2 separate regions of the Sus scrofa genome follow, and region 1 is linked to region 2. The links are chromatin contacts, called in public Hi-C maps. All regions are on one chromosome and are shown on one strand. The core of a region is the stretch at or near the end of the contact, and the rest is flanking DNA. Distances in the headings are between cores, read along the strand shown.

Region 1 (7,070 bases), core at 3,930-6,429, 51 kb after region 2:
CTGCTAGGGCTTAGGTCACTGGCTGTGGTACGTGTTTTTTGTTTTGTTTTTTGCCATCCTATACTACAGCCACAGCAATGCCAGATCCCAGCCACATCGGCAACCCATGCTGTAACGCAGATCCAAGCCGTGCCTGAGACCTACACCGCAGCTCATGACGACCCTGGATCCTCAACCCACTGAGCGAGGCCAGTGGTCAAATCCGCATCCTCATAGATACCATGCTGGGTTCCTGACCCACTGAGCCACAACTGGAACTCCTGTGGCCTGAGCGGGATCTCCGGCCTGGGAACTTCCGCATGCCTCAGACACGGCCAACAAACAAACAAGACAAACAAGCCTGAACTGCAGAGCTGCACCTTTTATCCCATCCTATTCCTTCAGGAAAACACTCCCAAGCCTTCTCCCACCAGTAATGATGCCTGGCTGCCCAAGATAGGCGAGGCTCTGGTCCCGATAGAAGGCGGCCCTTTGGCGACTGCTGAAATTCAAGCTTCCTCACGGCTCTCCCCAGCATCCAACTCAGCCTGAAAGCAGCTGCTGTCCTAGATCTCACCCGCGACCTCCCATCACTCTGGTTTGTACGGTACCCGTAGGAATGCCCACCTGCATCCAGACTGTGCCCTGTGGGATACCTCGGGCCACGGCAATCCTCTTTTGATCCCCGGAACTACCCCAGCTGCTGTTCCAGAAGGAGGAACTGAGGTGACTCACCCCTGAGGCAGGGTCCTCTCCAGGGTGCCTCTCTGTGCCCCTGCAGCCCCAACAAGTTACATTGGCCACCTCCTTGGGTTGGATTTAACCATCCCCAGAGACCCTCTGTCAGTCCTTCTGGGCCAGGGTCTCCTGAAGACCTGGATCCCTGCTTTCCATTCCTGGACCCTCCCATACTGGGTGTGTGTGTGTCTTCAAGTGAGGTCCAGATGGACTTGGCCGTCTAGTCTGATCCTGGCAGGGTGGTGGTGGTGGTGGGGCTCTAGAGAAGGCCGGAGAACTGTGGGCCTATATTTCTTCAGTATAGCATATGGGTTCAAAGCAAAGATGGATCTTAACACCAGTTCTTCAGTTTCAAGCTCTGTGACCTTTGGCAAGCTACGTAACCTCTCTATGCCTTAGTTTCCGCATCTGTAAAATGGGACTATCAATAGTACCTATCTCACAGGGTGGTGGCAAGCGTTAAGCGAGATAGTATTTAAGACACTTAGCACAGCGCCTGATGTCAAGAGCTCCGTGAATTTCCCTATTGTCGTTGCGATGACATTTCTCCTTTCTCCTGGCTGGGCACTCCTGTCTGATTCCACGCTTCCACCACTGAGCCTCACTGCCTCCCTTCCCCTCTCTCCAGCTTCATCCTTGCCCCTTCTTCCTGGAGCATAAATCCCTCCTTTGGTTGGGATGGAGACCTGGACAGTGGGGCCAAAGCTGTACTGTCCAGGATGAGACGATGCCTCCTTATACTCTTCCTCCTGGGTCTTCAGAGCTGTAGCCTGGAGCAGGAGGAGGCCCCTGACTTTCACCTTTGCCTCCATGCCCTCCCCAATCCACAAAGCACCCAGCCCAAGGCTTGGCTGCCCTGGAGCCAGAGTTAATCTGAAATGAGAGCACTCACGGTCCAGAGCAAGGCGGGTGTGGCTGGTGCTGCTGTTAGAATCGCTGTGGGAGTGCGCCTGGTGCACGGATTCATCCACCACGGCCGCCATCCAGATGGCCAGGTTGGTGGTGATGGTGAACATGAGGCCACATCTGTTTTAGGGGTGGGGGGTGGGGAGGCCCATGAGGGTCTTCGGCTGACCTTGGGTCCCTGGCAAGGTGGAGGGTTGGGGAGGCTACCCTGGGAGAAGGTGCTGAGAAGCAAGAAAGCAGTCAGGCCCCTGTGTGAGCAGGGAGGCTGGGTTTGGAAGGAACATGAGCCTGGCTGGGCTGCCTCCTAGGAGAGGGCTGGGAGTCGGGGTCCAGGCCACAGCTGCTCCCTCCCATAGGGGAAAGGACATTTGCACACTACACCTGCCATACCACGCATGCACACACCCACATATACGCACACGTACACAAGGTGGTGGAAATCAGGCTGACAAAGCCAGGGGGCCTTGGCTGAAAGCCCACCTGGGGGCTGAAAGAGGACCCACGCCCCAGGTTTGGAAGCGCTCATGTCATGCCAGGGGAGCCTGGCACCTGGGCGCGATCATCGGGCTGTGGAGCAGGTACTCACCGAGTCAGATCCAGATGGGTGTGAATACAGTCTTTAGCGGAGACCCAGAGGAAGTAAGTCTGTGTCGAGAGAGGGTGGTGGGTCATCTACTCTGCAGACGGGCTCAACCCCGGAGTGCCCTGTTCTCACCTGGCACCTCCTCAAGAGCCCTCCTGCTACCCGGTCAAGTTCATTTCAGCTTTGCAAACAGAGATGTGAGCCTTCTCTTTTCCTAGTCTAAAATAGCTCTCTGTCCTTTAAAAGTTTGCAAAATGTCACCTGGAAATGCTCTGGTCGTGGGGTTTGTTTTCTCCTTCCTTGCAGGATGGAGGAAATGGAGTTTTGACTGCCTAGATCCCTGCTTTCCATTCCTGCCTCAGACTAGGAGGGAGGAAGAACCTCGGGGGGCTCTCACCTTTCTTTGACAGCATCCCTGACCCATCCTCATCCTTTCTTGCCCTGTATCCTTTGCTGTCCTGGCTCTCACCTGGCTGCCCACACATCTTTGCTGTCATGTTTGTTGATGTTGGTGTATCTGTATTTCCAGTTTGCCTGAGTATTCTTCAGATTCATAAAGTGCAAAACTAAAACTACATAGGAGTTGCCTTTGTGGTTTAGGGGAAACGAATCTGACTAGTATCCATGAGGATGCAGGTTCGATCCCTGGCCTCGCTCAGTGGGTTAAGGATCCGGCATTGCTGTGAGCTGTGGTGTAGGTCACAGACCCAGGCCCGGCTCGGATCCTGTGTTTCTGTGGTTGTGGTGTGGGTGGGTAGCTACAGCTCTGATTCGACCCCTAGCCTGGGAACCTCCATATGCCATGGGTGTGGCCCTAAAAAGACAAAACCCCAAAGAACTAAAACTACATAAATACCCAAGTCATAAATGTAAAATTTAAAAACTGGACAGCAGGGATAGTGTTTTGGGAGAAGGAACTATACATGGACATTCTGGGCAGAGGTTTTTTTCTGGTCCCGTGTGAGACCAGTCCTGCCTTAGCTCAATCAGATTTTCCAAGTGTTATGTACATGAAAATAAAAACTTGAACTTGTCTGAAAAAATCCCATGTGCAGGATGCCCTTCTTCCTGAACAAATACAGAATAGAGGGGACATGGTGGAGGCCAAACTGGCCGTGCCCACAGCAGGACCCTGAGCTGAGGCCGATGCCCTCCAAGTGCATCCAGGGAGGGCAGGCCAAGTTCTAGGAGACAGAGAAGCTGCCACAACCAATAGTTCCCAGGAGTTAACTACTGGAACTGCTGAAGTTGAAATGAAATCGCAGGGCCCACATGTAAGCGCTCATACTTGGCTATTACTTCCAGTGCCAAGTGCTTCCAGGTTTATGGACTCAAAGGCTCTGCACTGTGGGCCTATCCCCACCTTCACGGACTGCTCAGCGCTGAAGAGGAGTGGAGCTCAGGTCTCCTGCCCCCAGGCCAGGAGTTGGCTCCCTTCCACTCCAGGACACTCTTCCCACCCACCTGGACAATGACAAACACAGCCTGGGTGAGAGGGTGCAGGATCTTGATGGCTGACTGGCACTCAAAGAAACTGGAGTAGTAGCCGGTCTTGAAGACATCCATGACCAGAGTGCAGATCCCAAACAGCACCAGCCCACCTAGGAATGAGGGGTGGGAGGGTGCGGATCAGAGAGGCAGGAGAGAGGGCTTACAGATTTGCGCATGGCTGGCTAGGTAGTTGGATGGTTGGGGGGTGGACGGATGGACAGCGGGATGCTGAATGGGGGAATGGAAGGATGAGCACATGACTGAGTGGGTGGATGGACGGATGTCCTTTTGAGCCCCTATCTCTTTAGGGCTGCATAGATAAGGGGAAGGGCCTTCCGTAGGCTCTTTCGATTGCAGCTAACATCTGTTTTCTGCTCTCCATCAAAGTCTCTCCATGACCACCTTCTTTCAATCTTTAGATGGGGCAGAGAAATTCCTCTCCATCCCTCAGCCCCCTTCCAGACTCTTTCCCTTTCTTTTCTCCTTCAGCACAGCCCACCTCATCCTCAGACACATCTGGTCCTCCCGGGAGGGCACTTCTCATCGGTCTACCTAGGGCACCCAGCAATTCCTCCGAGAGCCTCTGCCTCCAGCTCTGCGCCTGGCCCACCCCACTTCCATCTCCACCTCCCCAGGCACCTCGGAGCCAGATGGGACCTGCGTGTGAGTCCCGATAGGGGACAGAGTCAGGGCTGCGCACGGTGCGAAGGAGGTAGAAGAGGATCCAGAGCCCCGCCAGCAGCATCATGGCGGTGAGCAGCGCGAACACGTCGGTGTCATACACGGCCACCTTGTTGAAGGCGCCGCCGCTGATGAGCGTGCAGGCGAGAAGCAGCACGTTCACGGACAGCAGCACGGACAGCAAGCGGCCGCCCTTCTTCCACACCTCGCGGGGGCCTGCCCGCGGCGCCGGCGGGCTCTCCTTGGGGCCGGTGGGCAGCTCCTCGGACATGGCAAAAAGCGACTGGAGGAGTTTGCAGGGGTCACTGTGGGGGAGAATGGACAGGACCCCAGGTCAGCCCCGAGGGCTCTCCTTCCTCCATCTTATCCCTAGATTTGTGAACCGGGGAGCTTCCCTGGGAGGGTGGGGGCTGCGGGTGGAGGAGGAAGCGCTGGAGATGGGGAAGAGAAAAGCCAGTCGTGCAGTTCTCTTGATCGAGGGCAGAAAAGGAAACGGGGCTGCAGCCCCGTCGGACCCCATCCAATGGCCCATTCCCCAAATCCGTGGACCGTATAGCCCAGGACACCTACCTGACTGGGCCGAGAGCCCGCGCTGAGCTTGGGGTCAGGGGGCGGGGAGCTTGTCCTCTCTCTCACGCCGTGCTGGATGGACGCTTTATACAGGGGAGGGCAGGGTGATTTACAGCCGCGGGAGCTCAGCTCCATAAACCTCTCAGTCCCGCTCACATGATCCATCTTTTTTCCGAGCTGAATTTAGGGAAGAGAGCACGGGAGCCAGATAAGGTGAGATTTATATTTACCCATTAAGAGGCGCCCCCTCCCCCGCGGCCCTGTCACCTCGGCGCATCCAGGCTCGGGCGCGGCCCTGCACTGCGGCACCCAGAGGGCACCCCACCCCCCGCGCCCACCGCGCCCTGGCGCCCCGAGATCTCGACACCCAGAGTCCTGAGAGGTGATGCTCAAGAGACGCCCCAAGGGCCCGAAGGCAGCCAGACGCCCTCCCAGCCATGGTGGCCCTATACCTTTGTGGTCCTCCGTTGCTGCCCCAAGATCAAGACCCCGTGGTCCCTTTCCCCGACACCTTCGCGGTGGTCGAAGTTCTCTCTTCCTCTGTCCCTTCCCCCGTCCCAGTTCCGCTGGATGCTACGAAGTGGGACTTGGATTCGAAGTTCTCGCCCAGTCCTCTAGCGCCCCCTGCTGGAACGCGGCCGGCCCATCTCCCGCGAACGAGCCGACCGAATCCAGATCGCTGACCGTCTGGCGGTCGGTTCTCATAACCCTCTTAGGCCCACTGTCCTGGGGGTCAGGGCTGTCCTCAGACACCCCTCCCAGCCCTTGGCTCGTTCCCTTGACGGATGGAGACATTGGGGGCTGCAGCACGGGGACTAGTGAGGACAGCGTGGGGACTGTCCCCAGACCCGGCTTTACGTGGCGGGACGCTCGAGTGGGCACTTTTGGAGAGAGGCAGGGCCCTGTGCGCTTGGGAGCAGGTCACTGCGGCGCGCTCGGGAGCAGGGTGTTTAGGACCCAGGGGCGGTCCGGGGCGGCCCTCTGGGCAGCGGGAGATCCTCCCCCACCTTCCCTGCCGCCGGGTGAGCGGCTCAGATGTCCGAGTAGCAGTAGCGGCGGCTCTGGCGCTCCGCATTTCTGTCTGAGGAGGCGGGGGCTGGCGGCCCTGGCCCCTGCCCGGCCCCCTCCCCTAACCCCATGCCTCAGCTCTAACCCCACCGCCCTCCCCCGCGGGGGGCATTTCCCCGGTCCCCGGCGGTCCGTCCAGTCCCGTCCAAGTCAGGAGCCATGAATGACCAGTACCACCGGGCGGCTCGGGATGGCTACCTGGAACTCCTCAAGGAGGCCACCAGGAAGGAGCTGAACGCCCCCGACGAGGATGGCATGACCCCCACCCTCTGGGCTGCATACCACGGCAATCTGGAGTCCCTGCGGCTCATCGTGAGCCGAGGGTGAGTAGTCCTGCCCTCGCCCCAGCGCCGCGGGGGAGGGAGGGGGGAGGGCTAAGAGAGCCTCAAGGCTGCTCTGGGCCCCTGAGACCCCCACCCAAATCCAGGGCATCTTTCCTTCCTGCTCTGAGCCACCCTGTCCCTATGACAGACCCTAAGGCAGAGCCTTGGAGATGGCCAGTGTGTGAGGGGGAAACAGGCCGAGGCCTGTGGCATTTGTGACCTGGATGTAGGGCTAGGAGGAGAGGGGCTGGGACTTGGGGGTCCATGACTGTGGGAGGGGCTTCAGAGTGAGGGAAGATGGGAGGGATCTCCTGGGTGGGTAGCCAGCCCCTGGAAGCAGAGTGAGGGGCATCGTGGGAATGAGAGAGAAGAGGCAGAAGCCTCAAAGGGGCCCTGAAGTGGGGCTGGGGAAGGAGAAGCTCTTCACTGCCCACCCCCCAGCCTGGGGTCCAAGGGGCCCCCCCTGCCAGAGGCCCCCTTCCCCCCCACACACACTGGATTTCACACAGCTCCCTCCCTGCTCATTCCTGGGATTTATGGGCACTGTTCACAGTACAAAATGTCACTCAGTTCAGCCCCTGCATTAACTCCCTCTGTGCCCCTCCCCCACCACAGGCTTCCTCTCCCCTCCCCCCAGTTGTCCAGGGCGAGGAATGGGCATTGAATCCAGGGATCAGGGTTAGGGAAGGGGTTTGGAAGTTGAGGAAGACGGGGTCCAGGGCCACTGACCT
Region 2 (7,039 bases), core at 2,296-4,795:
CTTTGAAATCCCACTGCCTCTCCTGGTTGGGGTCAAGGCGGGGCTTCATAGACTCTGGAGAAGAGAGGTAGGAAAGGACAGGGATGGGCATAGGGACAAGGGACAAAAATAAAGGGGGAGGGAGGCCATCTACCACCTGGCGGGCCTGCAGCGGTCCTGTCCGCAACCTCCAGGGCACAAAGGTCATGAACTCTGGGTCCACAGAATTGGGGTCCGGTCACCTCCCTCCCCCTGCCATGTCAGAGCCTTCCCCTGAGGCTGAGACTCAAGGTCAGGAGCCTGGGACTTCAAATCTGTGACTCAGCAGCCACCTCTCAGCCCGGAGAGCGGTACCCATAGGGCCAGGCCACACCTGGGCCAAGGTGGGGGAGGGAGGCCGGCAGCGAGAGTGCCAGCGCTTAATAATTAATGGCTTTTTCTATTTTTGCAGGTGCTTGTGGCAGTGGCAGAGGGAACACAGAATGGAGGACCTCGTTTGTCCCAACTGCCTCCCTCCACTGGGACAGACAGCTTCAAAGTCAAACAGGAGGAGCTGGAGGGCCAAGCTCCTGAAAGCAACGTTGGGGATATGTCCTCAGGGGACATGGGGCTAGCTGAGAAGAAACACATCCTAGGACACTCAGAGGCATCTAGGGAGCAGCTGGGCAGGAGAGAATTTGGGGACTGGGTTCAGGGTCGGGGGAAGCCACAGGCACCTGATCCCCAGTGTGACTGTGGCCTTTGGACAGAGCTCCCCCAACCACCCAGCCCTCAGTGAGGGAGTCTGAGACGTCCTCCGCCCCCTGCCCCCTCCAGATCATTCCTGCTTTCCAGTCATGCGTGATCTTTTCACATGGCTCTGTGCCTTGGTATAAGCACCCCTCCACCTAGAGGGTCTGCCTCCCTCCTGCCTTCCTCCTGCCTGGGGGCCCCTAGTCACCCTCCAGCTCAGAAGGGACTGTAAGTGGTTTTTGGGTCTCACAGCAGGAGGCCTTCAGAATGTTCTCACTGTCCCCCCTGTTGCTCTGTCCCAGTGGCTGGTTTGATCCCATTTCTGCCTCCTCTGCTGGAATGTGGAGACTCCCAAGGGCAGAGATCATGTCCCCAGGCTCAGCACGACAAGCAGTTCATGGCAAGCAGACATTTGGGTTTGGGTCGAAAGCTCGTTTCTTTGGAGATTGCCTCATTTCTGGTTCCTGGGCTCTGGCCACTACTCAGGCTAGAGGCCAGGCCGACTGCTGCAGACGAGCGAAGCCAGAAAAGCAGGGGCCTGCGGGGCCTGTTCTCCACCTCTGGCCCCAGAGCACGGCCGCCCAGCCCAGCTGGAATCTTGCATCGCTCCCTCTCCGGATGCAGCACATCTCCACCCCTAGTCCCTAGCTCCTTCCTCCCACATCTGGGCTGGGCACGATGCCAAAGGCTTCTTAGGGGAGCAGGAATGAGACGAGACAGCAACAATATCAGCATCTGCCTCCCGGGAGGCCATCTTCCCAGGCACTCAGCTTCCAATCTTTCCTTCCAGGCCTGCCTCTTCCATGAAGTCCTCTCACTGCATCTTATCACCCGCATTCAGTTACAAGCCCAACTCCACCTGCCCAGGTGCACCTAGGAGGCCAGGGATGGGTCTATTCCCAACTCCCAGGATAGTGTCTGACACTTAAGTGGAGCCTGATAGGTGTTTACGCACCGTGAGGTTTTGGGGGCTGGTGCCCAGGATGGGGGAGGGGCTTCTTGCAGCCGTTATTGGGCATCTCACTCCAGGCAGGGAGGCTGAGGGTAGCCTCCAGGGCATAGAGTATGGTACCGTTCAGCCCAGCACCCCACATCCCACACTGGTCCCCCAGAGGCTCTGATTAACCCACAGTACTGAGGACAAGGACACAGGCTCATCTGCCAGCAAATCGGGCCACATGGGGATGTGGGTCAGGGCCAGAAAACAAAGGCTCCGGGATCTGGGTAGATGGTAGATGGCTCACATGAGGGTCAAGGCAGGCGTCTGGGCCCCATGGCTGGAGACGCAGAGCAGAGGGTGTTGGCACACGCTGAACCAGACTGTGTCCATACCCACCGGCTTGCTGAGTGACTGTGGTCACTCCTAGAACATGTTCCCAGCCCCTCCACCTCTGATCATCCAATATGAGGCGTTCTGGGGAGGAGAAGGTGGGTGCGGCAGTGCTCCAGCAGGCCTTGGCCCTGACCCTCTTAGGCCTCCTCCTCCTTCCTGTCCTGACAGCCCCGCCCCCTACTCAGAGTGATGTCACCTCGGCCACCTCATCACCAGCTTCTAACCCCCTTCCAGTCACCCTCTTTGCCCTCAGATGGGAAAGAAGGGAAGGTGGCTCCCTCTTTACTCAGGCTGTGATCTGGGGTATTGCTCAGAATTCCCAAACCTGCCCCCCCCCAAACCTTGCGCCATTTGGGAGAGGAAGGGCCGGGGGACTCCTCCCTTCCAAGGCAGATCGGACTCCTGACCGTCTCTGCTTCTCCACAGGCAAAGTACCGCACCCCCATTCTCTCTCTGGGTAGAGAGGAAGGGAGTTGGGGAAACTTTCTAGGAGTCTTAGAGCTCAGGAGTCCTGGGCAGGGAAGGGAGCCGCTGGATTTGGAATGGGATAACTTCCCCCCGCACACACACCCGCGCGCGCACCCACACACACCTCCCACACAAAACCCCTCTCCGCAAAATAGAACCAAGGAGCCACCTCCTGGCCTCCAAAGACTTCCAGCCAGGACTCTCAGGCCCTCCCCAATATGCCCGGGGCGCCTGGGCAGTTCTTGCCTCTAAGACAGAGGAGGCAATCTAGGTGAAATATGCCCCTGTTGTTCCGGGAAAGAGGAAGACCGCTCCCTCCACTTTTGCAGGTCTCCACCGGTCCGGTTCGAGTCCTCCCGGGCAGCGCTCCCTCTCTCCACGTTCGCATTCTCCAGACGCATCACCCCTCCGAGTCTGCCGCGCCGGGTGCAGATCAGCCCTCCCCGGGGTGTTACTTCCCAACAATGGAGAAGCGGACAGGGGTCGCGGGGCGCTCCCCGATTTGCCGCCCCCTGCGCTCACCCTGCTCCAGGTCCTGCTGGTCGTACCAGGGCTCCTCTTCCTCTGCAGTGAAGTCTTCCATCCTGGCAGCCCTCCGCATGGCCCCGCAGGCGGCAGGCGGGCGCTGCGGCGGTGCTACTCAGGGCCGGGGCGCAGGGCCCGGGACAATGCAGCGGAGGCGGGCCGAGCCTCCCGCGTCGCGAACTCGGGCTGCAGCGCCCCCGCCCGCGCCGCGCCCCCTCGCCATCGGCCGCAGACCGTTGGCGCGCCGCCGCGATCCGGCCCGGTCGGGGTCCTGCGGAGCTGGGGGCACCGGGCGGCGGCCGCACAAAGGGTGGAGGGGCGGGGACGGAGGGCGGGCGGCGGCAAGGAAGGCCCAGGCACGCCGACAGGTCTGGGGAGCTAGGATTTCGCGGGCGCCGAGGCGGGCGCCCCCTGCCCCGCTCCGGCCTGCGCTGCCCCGGGACCACCCGGCGACACCCAGAGCCTCCGCTGCATCTTGGCGGGGTTGGCCCCGCGCTTCCCAAGCACCCCGCTCCGCGGGGTGGAGCCAGCTGCCTCTGACCAATCAGGAGACATATGCAAAGCTAGAGGCGGGCCCGAGGGTGGGATCTCCCTGGCGTCCTGGTCTGGCGGTTGCTGAACCAACCCCACCTTCCCTTCAAGTCGGACTCCAGTTTACATCTCAATGTCTGAAATCTTTTTATTTTGTTTACCTATCGTCTCTCTCTCTTCGTCGATCTCCTGAAAGCGATGATCTTCTCTTTTGTTCACAACTGGCTCTTCAGCATCTATTTGTTACCTTCTATGGACACTTAGAATGAATGAAAATTAGTTTACAATTACCTTTAAGAAATTATGTTTGAATGTCTGCGGCCTGAAACATCAGGCCAGGAGTAGTGAACTTTGAGTGTAACCTGCATTCTGGGCCTTTCCCTTTAAGGTCCTGTTTCCCTCTCTTTGGAACCCATATCCTGAATCCAGTTACAGCCATTAAACCATATACAGTTTCACCTATCCGAGCATAGGAGTTTACAGGCTCAGGCATACATGTAACTCATTAGGACCCACCCTGTGCTGGCACTGTTGAAGCACCCTGAGTATAACTAAGTCTGAATATATGTGGCCAATACATCCGACAAAGGACTTGTATTCAGAATATACAAAGAACACTTGCAAATCCACAAGAAAAAGAAAGATAGCACAGTAGAAAAGTGGGTAAAAGACTTGACCAAGCACTTCTCCCATGGCCAGAATGATCCAATAAACATGTGACAGGGTGTTGAACTTATTCAGAAGGGTCAACACCTGTAGAGAAAGTGAGGAGGCAAGGTTGGCTGAGGGAGAGGTTGGGTTGGGATGTGGTCCAACCAGCATCCTCGAGACACTATGTTGGGTCCTCGACCTGTTAAGCCACAATGGGAACTCCAATATGTTATATTTTAATAAAATAGTTTACTTAAGAAGAAAAGGAAAACACCCCATAGCTGACATGCAGGCAGTTTCTGCCCTCATGTAGCTTTCTTTCTGATGGAGATAAATAAACAAACTATTACAACCTGCAACTTGTGCTATGAAGGAAATTAACAGGGTTCTGCAAGAAAGTTTGGGGGAAGGTTCAGGAAAGCCCTCCCTTGAGAGTGACAACTAAGCTGATACAAAAAGGTGCCAGTCCTGCCAAGCTCTGAGGGCAGAGTGTGTTCTAGGCATAGGTGACAGCAAGGTCAAAGGTTCTAAGACAGAAAGAGCTTAACACATATAAGGAACTGATGGAAGCCCAGTGGGGCTGGAGTGGAGTGAATAGAAGAGAGATGAATTGGAGTTAGGGCCATGGGAAGGGGATTTTTTTTTGGGGGGGTGTACCCAAATAGACAAAGAGAACCAATATTTCAGTTGTGAAATATCACTGGCAATTTTGGAGCACAGATTGGAGGGGAGCAAGAGTGGAAGCAAGAAGACCAGTTCAGAGGCTTTGCGGTCATCTACAAGAGAAGAAAAGTGGGATGGGCAAGGCTGGTGGCAGTGGAGGTGGAGCCAGATGAAGAGTGCTCAAGGTGTAAAACTGAGATGTGCAGATGAATTGACTGCAGAATCAGAGTGATGACTTGGACGTCTGGCTTCAGTCACTGGATGGTGGCGATGCCATTGAGATGGGGGCAAAACGAGTCTAAGGGACAAGCAGGTTGGGAGGCTGAGTTCCAGAGGGATCTGGTCGGCATTCCCAAACTGCCAACCTCCTCCCATGTGTTCATTTCTTCCTTCTGCAGCCCTGTGGAAATGGAGCCAGGGCTCCTCCCACCCAGGGAGTTTAGGGAGTCCCCAGAGAACAAGGGCAGAGGGTGTGGGGCTGGGCTTGAGCAGTGAGGATGCTAGCAATGAAAGGCAACCTCTCAACCTGAAAATTCACCTCCAACCCCTGCAGCTAAGGATGCTTTCAACAATGACTTAGATGACACCCATGTCTGAAAACATCCAGCTCCAAAGGCACCTCTCAGCTTTTGGCCTTTACCACACTGGCCACACCCTCCTCATGACCCAAATACCCTCCTTTCCTGGAGCCACCCTCTCCCTGCCCCAGCCACAGAAGCATCGCCTGGCGGGGAGAAGCAGGACACAAAGGCTGGATTCTTATTGCTGCCTGAGCCCTGGGCAGAGCGATACAGGCTGGATAAGCCCTCCCCCCACCCGCATCTCATGAGGCTGGTGGGGGTCAGCTGACGCTGGGCCACCAACTCTACTCAGTTGCAGGGGGCAGAGGGTAGAGGCTGGGGTGGCTTAGGGATGGGGTGCCTGTGGGGCCCTTTGCCTGAGTTGGCTCACAGGAACCCCAGGCTCCTTGTCCAATTTGATCACTCCCCATGCCTTGGGGGCAGACTTAGTATTTTCTAAACTATCCCACGAAGAGGAAAATCGGATCTGCCTTTGAAGAAGGAAATTCCTCAGCCTCCCTGAGCTACCGGCCCACAAGCTCTGGAATCAGGACTTTTCCTCTAAGCAGGGTAGAGAGCCAAGCTCAGGAATGGGCAGTATAACATAATGTTGGTACCCCCAGCACCTGGTACTTCATCTGTGCATCGGGCAAACCTATTTCGTGGTGTTTCTCGGCAGGGGCATCAAGACTTGGCGCCTATGGCCAGAGCCCGAGGTGGCCTCGATGTCCCCAAGCCTTGAGCATTATGAATTCCCCTGGGGTCACTTTGACACTCGGGCCACCTGGAGCGATTCTCGAGCTCCGACTCTCGATTCTCAAGCCGGGAGATGCAAGCCCAGATCCTGGATTTGGGACCAGAGCGCAGAAGCAGGATCCCGGAATCCCAGCGGGAGGGGGAAGAGCTCGGAGCGGGGACTTGACCAGGGAAGAACCTCCCCTCGAGGGCGAGCGCGGCCCCCTCCACTCCCAGCCCAGCCCAGCCCACCGGAAATGACGGTGCCCGCGCAGGCAGCGCTGACGTTGGAGGGTCTCGGCCTCCGCAGCCACTTGAGCCACCCTGGGGGAGGGGCAGGGTTCCCAGCCTGCGCCTCTGTATCCACCGATCCTACACGCTGCGCATCTCGGGTTGAGGAAAAGGGATCAGGCCACACCAGATCGCCTTCCTCGGTTGGATACGCCCACCTCCTGCAGACTGGGCTTCCCTCCCTGTCCCCAGCCCCGTCCTTGCAGCGCTGGGGGCTTCCATTGCACTGACGGTCTCGCCCCATCTGTCCCCTCCACCAGTCTGAGGTCAGCGCCTGGCGGGGTAAGGCACTCAGTGCATTTGAATGAGCGAGATCAGCTGGTGTCCATCCCCCACCCCGTCCCCCGGACACCATACAAATGCGTCCCAGACAACTGTCTGTTCTGAAAGAGAATTATTTTAGAGGTCACAAGTCCTTGTGGTCAGGAAGCGCTTCTGTGTGTCTGCCTCAAATCCTGTCGTTTAAACCCTCCGGGCCTGTCATCAGCAGAGTGACCTTGAGATGTTTGTGCCGCGTCCTCCTGCGGCCTCATCCTTACTCCTTTCATACCTCCCCGTCGGGGTGTTGGGA

What was found. A called contact is a pair of places that touch in the nucleus more often than the background predicts.
Region 1: a contact with region 2 is called in a Hi-C map of heart right ventricle, with 8 times the contacts expected there. The contact joins the promoter of OTOP2 here to the promoter of CDR2L in region 2. A contact is called at or near these places in 3 of 47 Hi-C or Micro-C datasets (embryonic fibroblasts, heart right ventricle and skeletal muscle).

The regions. Positions count from the first base shown.
Region 1 is chr12:6,328,334-6,335,403 of Sscrofa11.1, forward strand. OTOP2 (otopetrin-2) reads right to left here and starts at 5,180. Exons shown (of 7, transcript XM_003131218.3): 1 at 4,949-5,180; 2 at 4,337-4,683; 3 at 3,671-3,807; 4 at 2,210-2,268; 5 at 1,610-1,743. The coding sequence starts at 4,649. It overlaps USH1G (Usher syndrome type-1G protein), which reads left to right and starts at 5,307. Exons shown (of 3, transcript XM_013980768.2): 1 at 5,307-6,339. The coding sequence starts at 6,176.
Region 2 is chr12:6,278,926-6,285,964 of Sscrofa11.1, forward strand. CDR2L (cerebellar degeneration-related protein 2-like) reads right to left here and starts at 3,546. Exons shown (of 5, transcript XM_003482949.4): 1 at 3,035-3,546. The coding sequence starts at 3,113.